Regions from separate parts of the Rattus norvegicus genome. Here region 1 is linked to region 2. The links are chromatin contacts, called in public Hi-C maps. All regions are on one chromosome and are shown on one strand. Each heading gives the region's core, a stretch centred on a gene start, on an enhancer-like site or on the middle of the called end of the contact. The rest is flanking DNA. Distances are from core to core; before and after follow the strand shown.

What was found. A called contact is a pair of places that touch in the nucleus more often than the background predicts.
Region 1: a Hi-C map of hepatocytes shows a contact between it and region 2, with 2.1 times the contacts expected there. The contact joins the promoter of Hsp90ab1 here to the promoter of Mad2l1bp in region 2. A contact is called at or near these places in 1 of 12 Hi-C or Micro-C datasets (hepatocytes) and 1 of 1 datasets of contacts at active chromatin or transcription factors (oligodendrocytes).

What each region holds. Positions count from the first base shown.
Region 1 is chr9:22,927,655-22,932,043 of GRCr8, forward strand. Hsp90ab1 (heat shock protein 90 alpha family class B member 1) reads left to right here and starts at 2,769. Exons shown (of 11, transcript NM_001004082.3): 1 at 2,769-2,813; 2 at 4,039-4,185; 3 at 4,359-4,389. The coding sequence starts at 4,039.
Region 2 is chr9:22,327,886-22,332,331 of GRCr8, forward strand. It overlaps Mad2l1bp (MAD2L1 binding protein), which reads left to right and starts at 1,814. Exons shown (of 3, transcript NM_001009699.1): 1 at 1,814-1,874; 2 at 2,255-2,520. The coding sequence starts at 1,820.

The DNA of each region.
Region 1 (4,389 bases), core at 1,519-4,018, 600 kb after region 2:
AAGACTGACTTACAGGCAGATAGGGTGAGGGTCTTAAAGCCCACACCCACAGTGACACACCTACTCCAGCAAGGCCACACCTCCTAATAGTGCCACTCCCTGGGCAAAGCATATGCAAACCATCACACCTTTCCCCCAAAGAGAATGTATCTTTTGCGTGTGTGTGTGTGTGTGTGTGTGTGTGTGTGTGTGTGTGTGTGTGTGTGTACGTATGGGCACAAGCGCATAAAGAAGTCAGAGGATGACTTCAGGAGTCAGGTTTTTCCTTTCACTATGGGATCGGGCATCAAATTGAGGTTTTAGTCTGTCAGGTGGAGGACAAGGGCAAATGTTTTTTACCTATGGAGTCATCATGCTCCCTAAGCAACCCTCCTCCCCCTTGATTTCTGAGACAGAGTCTGCTAGTATAACCCTTCACTGGTCTGGTACTGCATACTTGGAATTACAGGCATCCTCCTGTCTCAACCACCCTAATACTGGAACAGATATGTGCCACCACGCCAAGCTAAAAGGAATTTCTAGGTTGATGCAAACGATTTTTCTGCTCTAATGCAGCAGGGTCTCACTCTTAGCCCACCTCGGCCTGTACTGTGCACTCCTCTTGCCTCCCTGGTGCTGGAATTACAGATGTGCTCAGCCCAGCAAACGTTTCTCATCTGAGAAAGTCAGTCCCAGGAGCCTTGGTCCTGTCATTGCTGGGAGGCAGCCAAAGGGAAACTCTTACCGAGACTCTTGGCCTCCTTCAGACTTGGCTCCCACTCCACTTTCAGAACAGGAAGGACCCTGGGTTTAGGAAGGGTTATTCACGGAACCCTTCCTTTTCCTGTCCATGAAATGTATAGAGTAGCTTTCAACCATTCAGGGGCCAAGTAGAGGCAGTCAGGGCTGTTTGTGGGTCAGGGAAACACTACCCGGGAGCTAAATGTCCAGCTCAGAGATCAGCGTTGAGTTCCTGGTTTCAGATTATGAATCAATCCAACACCCTAGGGCCTTCCTGACAATCCTACTCATATATTGATTTCTTTATGGGAGACACACACACACACACACGCACACACAGACACGCACACACACACACACAGACACGTGCGCGCGCGCGCGCGCACACACACACACACACACACACACACACACACACACACACACACACGCTACAATTAAGGAGAGGATACAGAGGGTGCAGGGTGGGATGATACCAGATGGAGTGGACAGAGGGGCAAGGAAGAAAGCAACTACTGTGTAACAATGAATTCACTTTAGATAGGCTGCATGCAAGCACCGGGAACAAAGGTGTGGGCGGTGGTGCAGGGGCACCGGGCCAGAGCGAGCTAAGAAAGCAGAGGACCATTTACAAAGTGGCCATTCTCTCCAGGAGGGCTCATCAGTCCAACAAGCTTCCAGATGCAGCCTTGGAAAACCGCAAGGCTAGATTGCCAGCTGAAGGACAGGCAAGGCATGGCGGGTCACCTCCAGAACCAAAACACTGGTGCAACTTGGTTCTGGCTCCTGGAACCCGGCCAACCTGTGACCAGCATCTTCATGCGGATACCTTAGAGCTCTCGTTAATCTGCAAAGACCGTGACCTCCTCCTCTCTAGGTTCAAAGAGCTGCAGTAGGGAAGAGGGCTAGCTAGAAAAGCGAAACCAGCTTGAGAAACAGCTTGTGCTCGCAAAGGGAAGGCACATGTCCCCGCGCGCCTTGTACGTGGGCGACCCGGGAGGCTGAGGGTTGGGGAGTGTTCTACCCAGTAGCGTTCGGTTTCCCGTCTCTGTTCACAGAAAGGTGTCCGCAGTCACTCACCCCCACAGCCCCCGTGCCCTGTGACCGATCCAGGTCAGCCATCCCTCCCCCCTCTGCGCTCCACACCTCCACAGTAATGTGGGCCTTCCAGGGCCACGAGTCGTACAAACGTAGCCCATGGTACAGAGACTTGGGGAAAATATTTCCCCAGGTTAAGATCGTGGCAGAGAAAAAGAACCAGCCGAAAGGCGATGAAGACACAGCCCCCGCCGCAGCAGGGGAGGTGGAGCCTCGGGGGGAGGGGTTGAGACCGCCGAGACAGGCCTAGAAACTGCTGGAAGAAATCGAAGCACCGCCACTGCTGCTCCTTCCGCCACAGGCCGCCAAAGAGTCCCTGCTAGCCCAGGCCCGCGCCCCTCCCCTCGGAGAAGCTGCTCCCCGCCTGCCGCTTCGCTGTACCGGGGAGGGTGGGGATCAGGGACTCCTTAAAGTTGGACAACGAATTTCTTATCATCCTTTTCTCTCGATGTGCGATTTGTAGGGAACATTCTAGTAAGATCGGGTCTGAAAATGGCAGCCGAATTGGTCACCTCCGTTCTCTTTCAGAAGTCCCTTGAGGACTGGACTCTTGAGGGTGGGAGCGCCTACATCGAATTTTCTGCGCGAGTCCGTGGGGTATTCGCCGCAGATACATCCCCTAATAGCATATGCATGCTCCCTGGCCATCTTGAGGGCTACATGTCCTACTCATGCAGAAATGAGGGTACCAAACGCTATTGAATTGGCCTTGACTCGCAGCCCAGGCCCGGGGTCCCGCTCTTCCCCGCCCCCTCCCCGGTCTGCGAGCATGACGTCAAGGTGGGCGGGCGGTGGCAGGTGCGTGGCTGGCAGCCACTCCTTTAAGGCGGAGGGATCCAAGGGCGGGGCTAGGGCTGTGCTTCGCCTTATATAGGGCGGTCGGGGGCGTTTGGGAGCTCTCTTGAGTCACCCCCGCGCAGCCTAGGCTTGCCGTGCGAGTCGGACGTGGTCCGGGCCCACCCTGCTCTGTACTACTACTCGGCTTTCTCGTCAAGGTAAGGCCGCGCTCTCCTGTACTTGGCGGCTCCGTGGGTCTTCTTCCTGGGGTCTCCGCCAACATCTCATCTGAACTAAAGGCTCCTTGTTGGGCTGGGCGGTCTGCGGGGATAATGTGCCTAGAATGTCTCCAGTGGCTCATGGTGGACCCCGGCGGGCTTGCACCGCGAGGCTCCCCCGGGGCCGGTGGATTCCCCAGAGCGTGAGGTGGGGGTGCGGCCGGGCCAGGTGGTGGGCGGCCGCACGTGGTAGCCGCCGACCCGGGACGCTGCCATGTTTGCCCTCCACTTCCGGGCGCGGCTGCAGGGTCCATAGGGTCCGCGCGGTGGCGGGCTGCTATGTGCATGACTCAGCAAGACGAGGTTGGCCTGGCTACCTCCCCCGGACGCGTTTCCCAACGTGTTTTGTTCTGGGGAGGGGTACAAGGGTTGGCAGGAACGCTTGAACCCACTGCGTTTGTCCCTTTCCAGATCTTTCTGCTGCCCTCCCCGTGGAGTGGGAGGAGAAACGGGGAGGGAGCAGGTACGGGGAGATTCTTAGGTCCCTCCCTTACTCCTCCCCTCCCGGGAGCTCAGATTGTTCTGGAAGCCTCGGGCGCCCCGCCCCAGTGCCCGGATGCTGGGGCGGTGGGAGGGCTACAGTGGCGCCCCCTCCCCGTGAGTCTCCTGGCGACGCATGTCCGGGTCGCCGGACGGCTGGGCCACCATTTTACTTGTGTTTGGGCCTATGCAAGTCTGCACAGTTCAGCGTTCATGGTGGAGCTTTTTACCTCTTTGTCCTGATTTAATTGCCCTTTGAGTCCTTCCAGAACTATAGCTTCGGGTTTTCTTGCCCTGCCGAGGGGAAGAGCACAAATCCGTTTACGGGAGGCTGCTCTTTCTGTTAAAGTTGATACTTAACCCCAGTGAAGAATGAAGAAGAAATTGGGGATCTTATTGTATAGTTAACTCAGTCTGGATTTTTACTATATCGGCAGGTGTTCTGTTCTGAGTCAGGGAGCTGAACTCTTAATATGCCGTTCAAAAAGTCTGACATTTGGACATTAGTTTGAAGAGCCATCCTTTGGGTTTTTTTCCATTCTTGATTTGTCTTGCCACTGTAGCTTTAAGGTCTTTCTTTTATTTCTTTCTTTTTTTAAACAAATGGCGGTTCTAGTCTTGGGAATGGGTACTACCCAGATTAAAGAAGTTTGAACTGAACTTTTAATAAGACTTTCATTCTTAGATGCCTGAGGAAGTGCACCATGGAGAGGAAGAGGTGGAGACCTTCGCCTTTCAGGCAGAAATTGCCCAGCTGATGTCCCTCATCATCAACACTTTCTACTCAAACAAAGAGATTTTCCTCCGGGAGTTGATCTCTAATGCTTCTGATGTGAGTGTTCTGTTGAATTTCTAAGACGCCACAGAAGAGTGTGAGTGAGTGAGTGAGTGTGAGAGAGAGAGAGAGAGAGAGAGAAGCAGGGAGTGATTAGAGTAATCCAGCAGTTGATGAGAAGGAACTGTTTGGATAAATGGAATAAGTGGCTGTGTACGTGTACATTACAGGCCCTGGACAAGATTCGGTATGAGAGCCTGA
Region 2 (4,446 bases), core at 564-3,063:
TGATAAAAGTGTATATATGTCAAAGAATGTTTTAGGAACCCATTTACGTGTTCGTTAGTCGCTTGGGTTGGACCGGGTTGCACTTTTTGTAATGATGGGAATCAAACCCAGGATTCATGTACTCTCTTAAGCTCAACCCCGTGTCCCTAGCCATGTTGAAATGAGTGTCTTTGATTCATTATCATCACGTTTGACTTGTATACTACCCCACTTTTGACACAGGGATTCTCGGTATAACCCTGGCTATCCTGGCACTCACTCTATAGACCAGGCTGGCCTCAAACTCTAGATCTATCTGCCTCTGCCTCCCCAGTGCTGGGATTAATGGTGTGTGCCACCACGACCAGCCATAACATTTTAAGTTTTATTTTAGGTATACGAGTACACTCTAGCTATCTTCAGACACAACCAGAAGAGGGCATCAGATCCCATTACAGATGGCTGTGAGGCATTAAGCTTGGCAGCAAGCTTCTTTATCTCTGTAGTATCTCCCAGGATTCCTTACTTTGAAAAAGTTTACCCATCCCCCTACATGAGATCAAGTTGAAACTTCATCACTTAGGAAGTCCTGTCATGACCTTGATTCTGTTTATCTACTCCCACCTTAATGATTCAGGAAGGCCTCGAACTCAGAAATCTGCCTGCCTCTGCCTCCTCCTGAGTGCTGGGATTAAAGGTGTGCACCACCACTGCCCATCTAAAAACCTTAACTCTTTTTTTTTTCTTTTTTCTTTTTTTTTTTTTCGGAGCTGGGGACCGAACCCAGGGCCTTGTGCTTGCTAGGCAAGCGCTCTACCACTGAGCTAAATCCCCAGCCCCCTTAACTCTTTATAGTATTGTAAGGGTCCATGATTCGCCGAAGAATTATACCCTGGCCTCAAATAGTATGTAAACACAAAGTGGGTTTTTTTCTGCTGGGGTCTCCCATTACCGAGATAGAAAGACCCGAAGGGAGCTCACAGGTGGATTTAAAGCATCTTAGGGGAATTCCGGGGAGGGGTAAGTGACCTCTATCTCGCTCACTTAATCTCAGCTCTATCTCTAAGGACATTCCTGAACCATTGCTGGGGCTGGGGCTGGGGTCTGGGGGTCTGGAAACTATTGCTGGGGAAGTGTGGAACCTGTTGCTAAGAAGTCTGGAAACTGCTGCTGACTAGGTGGCCGGGCAGCTTCTGATGGCAGGGCAATTTTGACCAGCTGCCTTAAGTCGGGGATTTTTTTTCCCCCTAGTAATTGACTTGCTTGAACCTGCCCGGTTCTTAGGCATACTCTCCTGAACTGCCTATTTGAATTCTCCCACGGAGTCAGCCTAGCATTCTCAGTATAAACTTCTTTGAGTCTTTGAAAAGAGAGTGTATCTCTCAAGATCTCACTAGGATTATCCTTTTTACCCAGTCACAGTACATACATTCCGGAAACCACCCTTTCGGGCACCTAACCCCGCCCTACCCGCTTTGGATCAGGTGCCCCAGGCCAGGCATGAACCTCTTAAGAACAGGGCTGGAGAGTGGCTTGACAGCGGCTGCGTCTCCAGCACCTAGGACAGGGCCCTGGAATGAAGCAGACGCCGGGAGAGTGAGGTGTTCAGGGAACTGGAGTGAATGGATGCGTCCTTAGAAAGGCAGACCCAGCCCTAGAGGGATGAGCCAAGCGCTCCCTGGCCTGGGTGTGGCTCAAGTCTTCTCAGTCCAAGCTTCACCATTCAGCGGCCGTGCTGAGTCCCTTCCGGCTGCTAGGAGCCGGAAGTGGAGTTTAAGCTTCCCATGATCCTTTGCGCGGCGTCTATTTTAACTGCAGGACTACTAAGCTGGCAGTCACGATGGCCGCATCCGGGCAGGAGGATCGGTCGGAGCTGTCCCCTGCTGCTGCCCCAAGTAAGACGTGGGATCCATTACTTGGGAGCTCGCTTCTTCCCTGCTGCTACCTCCCCAGAGACATTTAGTGGTTGACATTTCCTCCGGCGTTCCTTCCTATCCCAGTGGTTCCCGGTGTCCCAGTCCTCCCTGTCTCTGCGAGTTGCCCTGGGTGGAATTTTTCTTCTGTTCTGTTCCTTTGGGTGTCCTGGCCCCAACTCGGAGCAAAGCCTCCCTAAAGTCCCTCTTCTGGCCCTGATGTCATTTAAATCGCCCCCAGCCCGGATCAGGTTTCCTGTCACTTATGGGAGTGTCTGCTGACTGAGCCCCTGGGAACAAGAAACCTAACGCTTATTGTGACATCGCCCCTCCTTTCTTTACCTTTTTCATTTATGGACTAGATTTGGATTGGACTGAGAAACCGGAAGAAACTCGTGCACCCGGGGTAGATCTTGAGACCGTCATCCCGCCAGTCCAGGAACCTTCCAATTCTGTGGAGCCCTTTTGCCCAAGAGACCTGGTACCGGTGGTGTTTCCTGGACCCGTGAGCCAGGAAGGCTGCTGCCAGTTCACTTGTGAACTTCTAAAGCATATCATGTACCAACGCCAACAGCTCCCTTTGCCCTATGAACAGCTGAAGCACTTCTACCAGAAATCTTCTCCCCAGGTATGTACAGGCTTCCTGAGAAAATTCGGAAGACTTATGGGCCCTTAGATGGTGGGCAACTAGAAAAGTGACCTAAGACGTCTCAGCCTCCGTGGAAGTCTAGGCTTTTGCAAAGGCTTCCTTGCCTCATTTTCTCTGCACTTGGGTCTCTGGGTCTCTCACTTTTTTCGCTTGTTCTTTTTCTTTTTTCTTTTTTTTTTTTCCGGAGCTGGGGACCGAACCCAGGGCCTTGCGCTTCCTAGGCAAGCGCTCTACCACTGAGCTAAATCCCCAACCCCTCTTGTTCTTTTTCTGAGATTCTTCCTATTATGTGGTGTATACGGATATTATGGATTTGTTCTTTAATTTTTTATCGGGAATAGGATTTCACTATGTAGTTTAGGCTGGTCTCTGAAACCTGGCTACCTCAACTTCCCCAGTGACTTCTGAGGTCACAAGTGTGCTTCACCACATCTGGCCTTTCCTTAGACTAGATGGTCTCCGTCTGCCTCTTTTTGTCTCTCTTTCCCTCTCTCCCAACCTCCCTCCTTTTTTCCCTCTCCCTGTCCCTCTCCATATCTCCACCTCCTTCCCTCTAGCTTCTCCCTCTCCCCTCCCTTCTCCAAGGCCTCTCACATGCTACAATGCTATGTTACTGAGCTACATCCCCAGACCTGAACCAGCTCTTTACATTTGAAGTTCTTTTTCTTACCACATTTTACCTCTCTTTCTGGTTTTGTTTTAGTGTGTTTTGGAAGAATTTCTAGGTTTCAGATTCTAATGATTTTCTTCATCTTCTCTTTCTTTCCTTCCTCCTCCTCCTCTCCTTTCTTCTTCTCTTCTCCCCCTCCCCTCCCCTTCCCTCCCCCTCCCCTCCCCCTCCCATCTCCTCTCCCATCTCCTCTCCCCCTCCCATCTCCTCTCCCCCTCCCATCTCCTCTCCCCCTCCCCTCCCCCTCCCCTCCCTTTCGCTCTCCTCTCCTTCTTCTATTAAGACAGGGTTTTTTTGTGTTACCTTCATTGTCCTGGAGCTCACTCTATATAAACCAGGCTGGCCTCAAACTCAGAGACAGATCGACCTGCCTCTGCCTCCCGCGTGCATGAGCCATCTCCTGGTCCGATTAGCTTGTGATTTTCAGTATTCCTCCCACCTCAGCCCTGGGGCTGGGATTATAGCTATCATGCCCTTCAGGACCATGAAATTCTATTTTTTTTTTTTTTTTTAAGGATCCTTCCCACTTTCCTCTTGCTCCTCCAAGTGTCTCCTACAAGCCTTTTCCTTTGTGTCTTTCGGCTTTCGTGGTTGGTTGTTTTATGTTGGAATGTTTTACTATCTGGTAAATAGAATAAACTGTTGTCTGATGCCTGAGCCTTATAAGGTAATTATACCATAAGGAGATCTCCTTGGAGAACTCACCGAGGGCCAGGTGTGGTGCTCTAACCCCAGCAGTCGAGAGAGAGGCAGGCAGACAGACCTCTCTCTGAGTTCTAGACCATCCTGGTCTTCACTGGCAGTTCCAGGACAGCTGAGGTACACAGGGAGACCCTGTCTTAACAAGGGAGAGAGAGAGAGAGAGAGAGAGAGAGAGAGAGAGAGAGAAACTGTCCCTTGAGAATTCCTCACACAGGTTTGTGTTCAGTACTGCCCCTATGCCTTCTGCAGTGTCTCTACTGCCTAGGGTTCTGCAGTGTGGACTCTTCTCAAGCTTCTTGCCTTCTGGCCTATATCCTGTATTATTTCCTCCTTCCCTTACTGAATTTCTGTACACAGTATTTTAGGAGGGAGCAGGTACTAGTAACTGTGTGTAATTGAGTGAGTGGGTTTGTGCATTCGTGGGTGCGTGCATTCATGGGTGCGTGCATTTGTGGGTGCAGGGGTGGTGATGGTGCTAGGTACTGTTTTCCACCTCATTGCCTGAGACAGGGTCTCACTGAATCAGAAGCTCA